Linked DNA regions of Triticum aestivum: region 2 is linked to region 1. A link is a contact called in public Hi-C data. All regions are on one chromosome and are shown on one strand. The core of a region is the stretch at or near the end of the contact, and the rest is flanking DNA. Distances in the headings are between cores, read along the strand shown.

The links. Hi-C and Micro-C count contacts between places; a contact is called where the count stands out from the background.
Region 2: a contact with region 1 is called in a Hi-C map of leaf, with 7 times the contacts expected there. The contact joins the promoter of LOC123093284 here to the promoter of LOC123093283 in region 1. A contact is called at or near these places in 4 of 5 Hi-C or Micro-C datasets (leaf and root) and 1 of 1 datasets of contacts at active chromatin or transcription factors (leaf).

What each region holds. Positions count from the first base shown.
Region 1 is chr4B:565,355,858-565,361,824 of IWGSC CS RefSeq v2.1, reverse strand. It overlaps LOC123093283, which reads right to left and starts at 3,109. Exons shown (of 3, transcript XM_044515202.1): 1 at 2,641-3,109; 2 at 2,212-2,553. The coding sequence starts at 2,871. LOC123093282 reads right to left here. Exons shown (of 5, transcript XM_044515201.1): 4 at 5,881-5,967; 5 at 4,952-5,617. The coding sequence ends at 5,387.
Region 2 is chr4B:565,714,544-565,720,830 of IWGSC CS RefSeq v2.1, reverse strand. LOC123093284 (fatty acyl-CoA reductase 2, chloroplastic) reads right to left here and starts at 4,541. Exons shown (of 9, transcript XM_044515204.1): 1 at 3,868-4,541; 2 at 3,660-3,763; 3 at 3,361-3,560; 4 at 3,143-3,243; 5 at 2,789-3,011; 6 at 2,530-2,691; 7 at 2,355-2,436; 8 at 1,859-2,253; 9 at 1,268-1,762. The coding sequence starts at 4,219. The coding sequence ends at 1,552. LOC123093285 (serine/threonine-protein phosphatase PP2A-4 catalytic subunit) reads left to right here. Exons shown (of 11, transcript XM_044515206.1): 8 at 6-197; 9 at 284-373; 10 at 454-561; 11 at 840-1,302. The coding sequence ends at 905.

The DNA.
Region 1 (5,967 bases), core at 1,860-4,359:
TTCTGCATGTAATTCTCAAATAATTACCACACTGAAAACTGTGAGCTACTGCAGCTCTGCAGTCTGCTTCTAGTTCTACATGTGGACAGAAATGGGATGTCAGTGAAGTTGATCAGATAACTCTGCTTGCTTTGCAAGTTGGCATATGGATAGCACGTCAGTGCTGGCGCTTTTGGACCATCAGTTTATGGCCAAGTACAGAGTCTCTGACGTGGATTTCTACTATTTTTACGCCATTTACTCCTACTGGTGAAAAATTATTTAGCTACTCCTAATACACACACATTAGATTAAAGTACTCATATCCTATGAGAATATTCTAGAGGGGCTGGCAGTCTGGTAGCAAACGAGTATATAATCTGTGTTGTGTCACCATCTTGGCTTAGGTAAGAACATGCCACTAGAGCATAGTTTATTGTCATGGAGCAGAGGACGCTGCTGATATAGAAATGCAGTGCCCCTAAATTAAACACAATTGTACAATCTTTGCTCTACTATGAACAGCTAACAGCTTCTGTCCTTACGCTTTCTTCAAGTAGGCCACACTTGTATTTCCTATCTTGTATACAAAGAAACTTGCTGAAAGTTTCTCTAGTCTTGAAGTGACATTGCAGTTGCAGAGGCAAGAAATGCACAATAATTAAGTGGCAGTACGTACTCATCCATCCGGAAAAAAAGTACTTGCTTTCTAGACCGAGACCGGCCCAATTACTCAACTTGGTCGTCCTAATTAGTCAGCTAAGTACATCGTCATGTTGAGCTAGCAGTTAGCCTAAGCGAACGACCTAATAACTAATTAAGTAATTAACGCCACATAGATCCAGCGAACAATTCAAACAGGTAGACCTGCGGAGGCATGAGCTACTCTACAGAGTTAATTATAAATGTTGGGTAAGCATCAAGATTTCGGGAATCAGATCGTGACTTCAGCGTCGAGTTTTACTGCCTAGTTGCTAGCGTTGGTTGGGACAGCTTTGCTCAGAATACCAACTGACGACCTACATCATTAAGATAGCATTACTCATTCAGTAAAATTTACCACAAAATCTGCCGTTAAGGTTTCCTTCCGCAGATTGGAACGAACTATGATCTGCGGAGTATATATATAGTTCTATACAATCCTGGAAATGTGGATACAATTTTTTTTCTGGATAAATGCAGTGGTATTCGCAGGTCGTTTCCAAGCTGTTGAACAGAGCACATGCGTGCTTGAGATATCGATGAAGAACCAACATCCATGGTTCGATTTGGGAGTTGCTAAGATAAGATAACTAATCCTAAAGAAAAGCAGCCAATCTGCGTAGCTCAGTGAGCTCACACACATGCTGATCAAACATCTCCCAGTGGGCACTTTATCAAAGATGAGGGCAGATATTCTAGCCCCATGTGAGGCAAGGCAGAATGAGTCAGGCTAATCTCACCACGACCTAATGCAAGCCTTGTAGCCGCCAAGTCAAACAAGACATGGATCTCTCTCTCTCTCACACACACACAAGGGAGGGAGATGTGAGGCATGGCATGCAGGATCAGTAATGACAGCCATGAGCAGTGAGGCAATGGCATGGCATGGCATGCGGCGCTGGTGTGCTACCAGCTACGGATCCCAAGATAACAACTGTGCAGTGCGCATACGTTGGGGTAGTAGTGAGTAGTACTACTATATCCATTATCCAACCGCTTTTTAACAAAGATTCTTCCACTTGTTCCCGCCCTCCGACTGATTACATGGTGGATCTTTCTCAGTTTTAACTAATCAGTACTCGTACTGGTACGTCCTATGTGCCGGCCGGCCCTACTGCATGCGCTGAGTGGCACAGGGAGCGCGCGCGGCGCACAGATGCAAAGCAAAGCGGAAAAGATCATGCGCAAAAGCGGGTTGCAACGGGGAAAGAAAAGGTAGAAGACGCGTGGGGACGGCCTGTCATGGGCACGCCGCAGAGCTAGTATAGTGGCAGTAAACACGACGGTGCATGGGAGGCATGCGGTGCCATGCCGTGGCATGGCCGGTGATGGTAACTAAAGCGGGTGCTAGAAAGGGGAAAGAAAAGGTACTGTGCTGGGGAAAGATGGAGGAGGATGCGGTGGGCGTCACGATGGTTGATGCGGCGGAAATGGCACCGCCAGCTCGCGCGCGGTGCGTGCTCGGGAGCGTGGACTGTGGAATTAGCGGCGGGTAGAGGTGAATGAATGAATGGATGGATGGCGACCAACCTGGAGGGCGCGGCGGAGTGGGCGCGAGCCGCCCCGCGCGGCGTGCGCGCCGAGCCAGGGCGTGCGGCGCCAGGCAACGCGGCCGTCGCTGCCGGCGGCGACGCTGTGGCCGGCCACGGCCATCTCGACGAGCCACATGCCGGGCGCGAGCTGCCAGACCACGAAGCTCCCCTCGTGGCACCGCCCGGCGTTTCCGTTGGCGTGGCCCGCTCCGGCAGGCTCCTGCAGCATCGCCAGCCGCACCTTGCCCGCCGCGTACATGCTCTTGGCCGTGCCCTCCAGCTTCCCGCACCCCGTCGTCGCCCTGAACTGCTCGATTATGTACTGCGCCGACGACGCCACCTGCGCAACCAACAGCAGCATACGTAAGCAAAGGCTAGCAGAAACCAAAGGCGCGAGCAAGGTAAGCATGGAAGGAGACATGCGTACGTGTCGGGGGAGGCGCGGGAGGATGGGCACGGGGGAGAGGGGGCAGGCGAGGACGGAGAGAAGCACACGGAGGTCGGCGGCGGGGCGGGCGTCGTCCCCGGCGGCGCCGCCGGAGAGGATGCGCGCCCAGCGGTGCAGCGTGGCCTGGAGCCCGGACCGCCGCCGCGCCCCCGACTCGTCCTCGGCGCCGGGCTCCTCGGCCAGCGGCTCCAGCGCCACCCTCGCCCTCATCTCTCCCTCACGCAGTCACGCTCGGTTCCAACTTCCAAGAACGAACGAGCCAACGTGCTCTCCCTGTCGCTTCTGTCGTAGCTTAGCTTAGCTGAGCTTCTGTGTCAGGCCGCCGCTGCCGCTGCTGCTGCGAGAGTTTGTTGCTAACTTGCTTGTGCGGCCTCGTTCGGTTATTATAATGCGAGTAGGCGGGCGGGCGGGGGAGCGAAAGCCGCTCGGCGAGTGCAACTTGCAACCTGCTCCTCGCACAGACAGCACGGCGCGAAATCTCTCTTTCTTGGTGATGGTTGGCGGCCACGGATGACGCGCCGGGCCCCAGCGTCCGCCGGGCCCCAGATGGCAGTGAGCCAGCTGAGTCCCGTTGTGGAGTGCGGGGGAAGGGAGGGAGGGGGAGCGTTCAAGGGAGGCAAGACGGCGACGGCGACCGGGAGAGGGAGCGCGGGCGGGCGACCGGACGAGGACGGAGTGGGGTTGGGGGAGCCGTCAAAATCTCGATCGCTCGCCCGATCGAGCGACCGGGCGGGCGCCCGTGCCGCACGGTCGCGCGTGCGTGCACCGCACCCGTCGGATGGGCTTCCCTTCTGGGTTTGGAAACAGGGGGTTTCCGCTTGTTTGTTGCTTGGCGTGGTTCGTGGCGACTCATTCATTCCGGTGGCCGTAGGCGCGTCGTCGATGGAAATCAAATCCGGGCGGTCTCTGTCCGTGGCGTGACGGGCGGGTGAGCTGACACGGACGACGGCGACGCCGCACCCCTCCTCCATCCGCCGGCGAGCGCCCCCGCCCACGAGGCCTCGCCATCAGTCCGAGACTTGAAGCCGAAGATCTCTCACCGTCTCTGTCTCTTTGCTCAGGTCGGCGCTCTCTCCTGCGTACGTGGACTCGTTCCGTCCAGCTGGAGTGAAACGTGTAACGTAACGCGCACACGACATGGCGTAGCCGTAGCGAGTGCCCGACTCATTCCATACTTCCAAGGATCCTTCCACGTACCCGGAGTGATCGTGTCGAGGGTGTATACACCAAGGGATTACCAACATCAGGATTCAGGAATCAATGGCGTGTAACGATCGCGTGCTCGTGTGCCACTGTACCCAATCGACGAGTCATATATTGTTTCTCTCCCTGCTCTGCTTTTGGATTCCAATAATTCCTGAATTTCAGCAATGCGCCCGATATATATAAATTGGTCTCGTACTTTATCATCTTCAATTAAAGGGTGGGCTCGGTTGCTGTCCGGGCAATCATCAGGGGCCCAATCTGTTCACCTCCACGTCCCTGGCACTGAAATTAATAGCGTCGATTTAAGCCCACAGGTAGAGAAAAAGAACGATTTCATTTCCTTTCACACCGGTCTGAAGTATTAACCCGGGTTTGAAAATTGCACAGCATCCAACCCAATTCCAAACAACAATCGTGTTTAGGTGGTACTGAAGTGTCCGAGCGTGCGTCCAGTAACATCCAGACTTACCCTACAAGGGTGAGCCGTGACGGTGACACAGCCAGTGCCAGCTACGTGCATTGTGTACGAAGCAAGTCTGGATGCAATGCAATGCACGCGGTGGCACTTTCAGCTTCGACGTAGCTATCCGGGGCGCCATTGGCCTAGTGGCCGGCTCGATTTGGTCAAGATGGTTTCCACAGGCGACCAAATTGCAGACAGTCGGCAACTTGGCATAGTAGTGCTACTGCTACCTAGGACGATGAGGGCATTACGCAATGATTCCTGGTGAGTTTGATTCGATGGATTTGGAGCCCGCCATGCCATTGACATGCCATGATAACGGAAATTGGAGGAGGGCGTGGCGTCCTTTTCGTCCAACTCGAGTGTGCTGCTCGGTTGGTCTGGGATAAGGCCATTCCATCCGTGCATGGCCATATGCTTCAAGGCCATTAAGAATGTAAAGTCCATTTTTGGGGGGAATTTAAGAATGTTAAAGCTCATGGCACTGATGATTTCAAGTTGCCTTTACTCAGGTTCAGTTCTGGTGGCTCCTGTTCTAGGATAAAAAAACAACATGTTGGCCCCAAAAGCAGGATAGTTTCTTCGGCAGGGCAGGGCTAATGTATTCACAAAGGTTCTTCATGATGGACACGCATGGTTCCATACGAACCTGCATACAAACAATCCAATTCTCACTCAACATTTAGAGCTTCAGGTCTCATATAAAGTAACTATGCATACATAAGTTCCTGCTGCGTGTCTCAGGGTTGCAATGCAAACAGGAGCCATAACAGATGCGCAAGGATACATGGGAAATTGACGAGAAAACAGCTACATGTTTGGCCAAAATGTCTTTTGTAGCTTGTCCACCGCCACCAGCACAGCAATATAGCGGTTTTCACCAACTCTTCTGGCAAAACAGATTACCAGCTTCCACACCGGCGAAAGTAAAATGTTTTCTAGGTTTTACACCTCAACTTCAACGAACACCATCTTGGCCCTTACCGGAAACACACCACTCATGCTTCTTACACAGCTTAACATCCAAGGCGGAGTGATTCAAAACACTGCACGCTTTTAGGTGGTAGTTTCAGTAGTAGGCTGCGACTGGGATGCGCGAGCCCGGGCTGCTGCCGCTCTCTCCAGCGCCTTGAGCCGGTTAGCCTCCATGCGCGCCTTCTGCTCCTCCGTCAGCTCAACTTTGCTTGGCTTGCTTCCGCCACTCTCCTCTCCATCTTGATGCTTCTCTGCCTCTCTTGGAGCCACAGGTTGTTCAGCGCCTCCATCGCCAGATCTTATTACAGGTTCCTGTTGTGCCATCAACGAAACAATGCATCACTTTTTAATCCGCATAACGCTCATACTAGAGTAACTAGAGTACAGAGTCCATGATGTCTAGGCATGGCTTCAGGATACTGACACTAACAGCATCTGCTACTAACAGTTTTTGCTTTTTTCAAGAACCTTCTATTTTCATTTCATGGATGGGATGAATCACACAGAACTTACGTATGCGTCCTTAGAGCTGACAACAGCCATGTCAAGTTAAACAAGGCAGAGTATTGACTTACATCGGCTGTCTTTTCGTATATTTCATTTAGCAAATCCTCTTGCATGGGATCCACGTCATCACTTTCCATCGCAAATGGGTCCACATC
Region 2 (6,287 bases), core at 3,292-5,791, 360 kb before region 1:
TGAAGGTGGAATCTGAAATTTTCTGCCTGCATGGTGGTTTATCTCCATCGATTGAGAATCTTGATAGTGTGCGTAGCTTGGATCGTGTCCAAGAGGTTCCACATGAGGGTCCTATGTGTGATCTTTTATGGTCTGATCCGGACGATCGATGTGGTTGGGGCATTTCTCCTCGTGGTGCAGGCTACACTTTTGGGCAGGTACTACTGTAGCACTATTGTTCCTTTTACAAGCACTATTTGCGGATTTGCTGAGTTGTACTTTGTTCATTCTTCTTTTTTCGCAGGACATATCTGAGCAGTTCAATCACACCAACAATCTCAAACTTGTTGCTCGGGCTCATCAGTTAGTTATGGAGGGATATAACTGGGCTCATGTAAGCTGGTTGGACTTTAGATACTTCAGCTGATTTCTTTTGCAAGCAATATGTTATGATTATTCGCTGTTCATATACAGGAACAAAAAGTTGTTACCATATTCAGTGCTCCAAACTATTGTTACCGATGTGGCAACATGGCATCCATTTTGGAAGTTGATGACTGCAACGCTCACACCTTTATTCAGGTGATCACGAGTTCACTTCTTCATTTTTACATGATGATACTTTCTCTTTGTTATTTGGTCCATGGCTGTGGCATCATCCAGCTAGGCACGAAATGCAGATCAGTCATATATATGCACCCATTTTACTGTAAAGCTACTGAAACATCAAATAGAAATGTTAATGTTGTACTTAAATCGTTTTTTAGAAGACAATATACAGAAATAGGTTCCTCATGTTGTGCCCTCTGATTTTTTATCACTTGATACTTATCAAGCTGGTTTCCCCCCTATTGCTGCAGTTTGAGCCAGCCCCTCGGAGAGGTGAGCCAGATGTGACAAGGAGAACACCTGATTATTTCCTTTGAGTAAACTGGCTGCACCATTTCTCAGCTTGTATTGCGATAGTCCGCACCGATCAGTGAGATTCTGCTGGATCCAAATCTGCACATGAGCCAACAAACAATAACAAAGGGGTGTACCAAAGCCCTGTGTAAAATTGGCCCCCCATTGGTCAATCCCAAAAGACTGCTGCTATCCTGAAACAAAAGAAGCTTCATGCAGCCACCTGCTGAGTCCCAGGTGAAGAAAGGGCCATCCATGCACCCTCTCCCTCTATACTTTGGCAATTTCATAGAGGCATGGCATTTTACATTGGCAAAGACTGAACTCCTATATGTAGCTTAAGCTTGTATCACTAGGCTTGTAATCTGTATTATCAACGGTAAGATACAGTTAATTAAATCATATTTCAGTATTTCCAAAGCTTTGTTTTCCCACAAATACACCATAAGAAATTACATGCAGAGAGAACAAGTATTTTCTGTTGTTTAGGACAAACAGGTCTATAATGCAGACTCAATCTGACAGAATGTCATAAACCTTAGTTAAGTTGCTGCTAACACAGAACCAAACGGTGTTTCTTAAGTGGATCACGTGCTTAGGCACTTGATACATCTAACTCTAGTGTACACGCCGCGGCGCATTTCGGTGTTCGGTGTTACGGCGGTGGGTTCACACTGTGGAGGTGGCGGCGAGCACCGTGGAGGAGGGTGGCGATTCCGCGGTGATGCCCCTCCCTTTCATGACGTGCTTCCTGAGCCCTGGGATGTGGACGTTGGTGATGTAGTCCGTCCAGTCGATGCTCCTCACGTTGAAGTGGAACGCTGCCTTCTCCTCTGCCGACATCTCCGCCATGAGCCCCTCCGTGTTGCCATTGTCGAACCTGCATACGCCGTCCATCGCCGGCGACGCATGGTAGCAGCTTTGAGCAAACAAAACATATAAATGACATGCCATGGGTGGGAGAGAGAAAGATGACCTGCCGGTGTAGAAAGTGTAGGGCTGGTAGATGCTGCCGAGGTGGATGGTCTGCTCGACGGACTTGGCGCAGAGCTCCTGGAGGCGCTGCGAGAGGCGCTCGTCGGCGGGGATGCCGGCCCTGGCGCTCCGGAGCAGCGCGTCCGTCTCGACGTAGCTGGCGAACTGCTCCATGGTGTCGAAGAGGCGCATGGGCGGCACGGCGATGGGCTGCCCCGCCGCATCGCTGTAGGGGCTCCTCGTGAAGTGCTGGAACAGGAACCGGCTCAGGTCGCCGAACACCAGCGGGTTCACCGTCGACGACGCCACGTGGTACACGTGCATTCCCCCCTCCGCCGCCTGGCCGTGCTTCGCCATCGTCGCCAGCGTCGCGTTCACCACCATGTCCGCCGGAACCTTGCCAAAGGACACAACAAGAAAGCCATTAGCATCTGCGAGATCAGCTCCATGGCCTCACTGCGTACATTTGCTTAATTAGGGAATGCGTAGCTGATTACCACGTCAAGAACGCCGGCCGGATCGGCGAGGAACCCGCTGAGCTGCCCTTTGCCGTAGTAGAGGACGACAGGGTCCATCATCCTGTTCGAGCAAATCAATTGGCCAATGGAAATCAGAAACAGAATGTTGATGAACTCTGCAAGATCGTACCACATTCTACACTCACGTACGTACCTGTTCCCTTCCATCCAGCCCGGGAAGGGGTCTCTCCAGGTGCTCTCGATCACGCTCGGCCTGATGGTGACCACGGGGATCTCCCCTCGCATGCTGTTGATCACCATCTCCCCCATGGCCTTGGTGAACACGTAGGTGTCCTGCCACCCATGGAGCTTCGCTCTACAGGAGTAACCAGCACGTTCAGCAAATCAAACTAATGTCGCACCTTCAGACCGAGACCAAGGAGGTCATGGCAAGAAATGTATGCATTGCTTACCTCTCTAGCCCCAGATCCTTCATCTCCTGAGAGAACGAAGCCGAGTCATCATCGGCGCGCCTTCTCGAGTCGAAGGCCAGCTTGATCTCCGCCTCGATGTCCAGCACGGCGTTCTTGTGCTGCTCCGAAGAATCCGAGGATCCAGCCGACCCTTTCCCTATGGTGTCTCCCAACCGAAACGGCTTCTCCAGCACGACACCCTGCCTCTGCCCGTTCACATACGCTGCGATCATGCATGGTTATTATGTCATGCAAATGCAACACAACCGTTGGAAACCCCCCCAAAGGGAAAATTCTAAGTAAACATCGCTTTCACGCGGAAAGGATTCATTTGGCAGATGGCATGAGCCTGACCTGTGGACACTTGCAGGAAGAGCTTCAGCCTTCGAAACCGATGCGCGAAACTCATTATCCGGAACGGCCCCACGGTGTTGATGTCCATGGCGACATCATACCTGGTTGAATATTCAGATGTAAAATTCTGTTTCACACGATGGAGTGACTGAATCTTGGAGCAATGCAAAAACTCTAGCTAGAAGACAAGTGCACGTATATATTATAGAAGGACGAACCTCTCGTCGAAGGTGGTATTGGCGGCGGAGTTGACGATGATGTCCACCCGCTCCGCGATCTCATCGGCCAGCTCGGGGGCAATGCCGATGTTGGTCTCCCTGACGTCGCCAACTACGGGGACAAGCTTTGTCGCTATGAAACCTTGGTAGTCTTTGCCGTGGATCTCCTGCAGGCGCTTGAACAGCTCCGTGTCCACCACCTGCACGAATGCCGCGCACGGGAAAATGGAAAAGAATATCATCGTTTGGATGAAGATCAAAACTGGTAGGGTTAGGGTATGGTTAGTTAGTAGTCATACCTCATTTTGCAGTCTCTGCAATGCCGTCTCGCTGTCCTTGGCCTTGATCAGCACGTATATCTTGCCCACGTCAGGGTTCGTCCTCAAGATTTTCTCGATCAGAACTGACACGGTAGATAAATAAATTCGAAACGAAATCGAGCACGAAAATGGCAGCGATAATCAAGTGGAGGCAGAGAGAACTATGAAGATGGCGACATAAACGTACCTTTTGCTAGGAAGCCAGTCCCGCCGGTGATGAGGAAGTTCTTGCCGCCAAGGAACTCCTGGATCCCGAGCCCGTCAGCGTGATCGTGACCACCCGCCTCCCGCGCCGAACCGGGCCCGGAGCTCTTGCCGTGCACCGGCAAGGAAGGCGGCCGCGACCCACCCGACGAGCCGCCCAGGTACCCGTTGGCGATGCCGCACGACAAGCCGCCGTCGGCGGCAGTGCGCCTCCTCGACGACGACGACGACGACAATGCAACCACGCTCCTCCCGTGGCCGCCGACGCCGCCGGCGAAGCCCGGGCGCCTCGCGGCGGCGACGGCGCGGGAGAGGTTCACGCACGAGCTCCCCATGGCGCCAAGGAGGGAGGTCACCGTCGTCAGGTACGGGCTAGGTACGTACAGAGGGTAAACGATCGATGTTGCTGCGGTGTAGAACCGGAGGAGATGGCGAGTAGGTGGGCGGTGCGCCGGGTTAAAAACCAGCTACTTCCTGCCTGCTAATCACCAGGCGAGTAAGTCACCTACAAAGCTCTCGGATGGTGGAGCTGATCGGCAGGGGCCGGGGTGGAGGGAGGCTGCGAAGAAGTTGCATGCATGGGGCTCGCTAGCTCGCTCGATCAGGAAGCTAGCTATCGAAATGATCTTTTTTGCCGCCGGCCGGGCAGACAAATATGGCGCGCCGGCAATTTATACCGCCGTGCCGTGGGAAGAACACGAAAAGAGTCTGGCCCCCGAAGTCTTTTGCCTAACTCGTGCGTGGCCGCCTTGGGGCAGGGCGCGCATGCAAAGTTCGTGCGCGCATGCTCTTCTTGGAAACGCAGTCCTACTGTAGCATAGCGTCCGTGCAAATAAGTGCAGCCCGAACTAGTACTGTAGCTTTTTGACGGCGGAATGAATGGGCCACTTAAGGAGAAAATGAAATCGCATCAACCTCATCCGGCCTAATCAAGGTACATGCCAATGACATTAGAAACACATTGGGAAAACCAAGGAGGAAATGAAGTGGCATGTGTGGGTGTTTTTATTTGAAACCATTTGGGTAAAACTTATAAGGGAAAATGGGTTTTTAACCCAAGCTAATGAAGACCAGGAAATGCTTTTTAAGAATCGTCAAATCTATCAGACTAACTAAACATGCCTTTAGGTCAAATATACATGCATTGAGATGGAGCATAATGCAGCAGTTAGAGCAACTCCATCGCGCCGACACAAACGGACGTGCGTTTTGTCCGCTTTTTATCCGTTTGGTCGGCTTGTTCACCCCTTTTGGTGTTTGGATCGGCCGTGCGCCCAACGCGCGGACGCATTTTCGTCCTCAAGGCCGGCCCGCGATCATTTTTAGCTCTTTTTGCAAACATATGAAAATTTGGTCTTGGTTCACGTAATTCAAACAAAATATAAATATCTCATAGTTTCACAACCAAATAAAATCTCATAGTTTACAAGCCAAAAAAATTTAATTATCAAATACATAAAAAAAGATAGCCGTTACATCTATAAGTTGCCAATGTGAGCCCACATATACTCAACCAAATCATTTTGCAGTTGAATATGAGTTTCTCAATCACGCATTTGATAATGAAATTCGGTTAACTGCGCAAATGTTGTCACTCCTCCATGCTCGACCACAATATTTTCACCCTGAAACTGAAACTCTTGGTCGTAGATACGTTCCGGCCGCTCATCCTCTACGACCATATTGTGCATGATCACGCAAGCAGTCATCACCTCCCACAAGTGCTCCAAGTTCTAGCAGGATACCGAACGATGCCCATCGAGATTGAAGAACACCAAAGGCATGCTCCACATCCTTCCTAGCACTCTCTTGCTCTTGGGCAAATCTCTTCCTCTTCTCTCCTATAGGTTAGGGATTGTCTTTGCAAGAGTAGTCCACTGAGGATAGGTACTGTCGGCTAGGTAATATCCTTTGTTATAGTGGTGGCCATTGATCTCAACATTGACCTCCAGGCAGTTTCCTTCTGCAAGCCTTGCAAACACCAAAGAGCGTTGAAGCACGTTGATATCGTTGTGAGATTCGGCCATGCCGAAGAAAGAGTGTCAAATCCAGAGATCTTGTGAAGCCACGACCTCAAGTATGATAGTGCAAGCTTTGACATGGCCCCTATACTGCCCTTGCTAAGCAGAAGGACAGTTCTTCCAGTCCCAGTGCATACAATCTATGCTACCAAGCATCCCCGGAAAGCCCCTACGGACATTGATCGCCAATAACGGGCTGTATCTGCACCATTTGGCTCTCTCAAGTGCTCCGGGCCAAACACTGCTATCACAGCCTTGCAGAACCTATACATGGAGTCTAGGCACGTGGACTTGCTCATTCAGACATTCTCATTAATGAGATACCGAAAAATCTGTATGCAAGCATCGGAATAGTTGCAGTGCATTTCTGATAAGAGGAGAA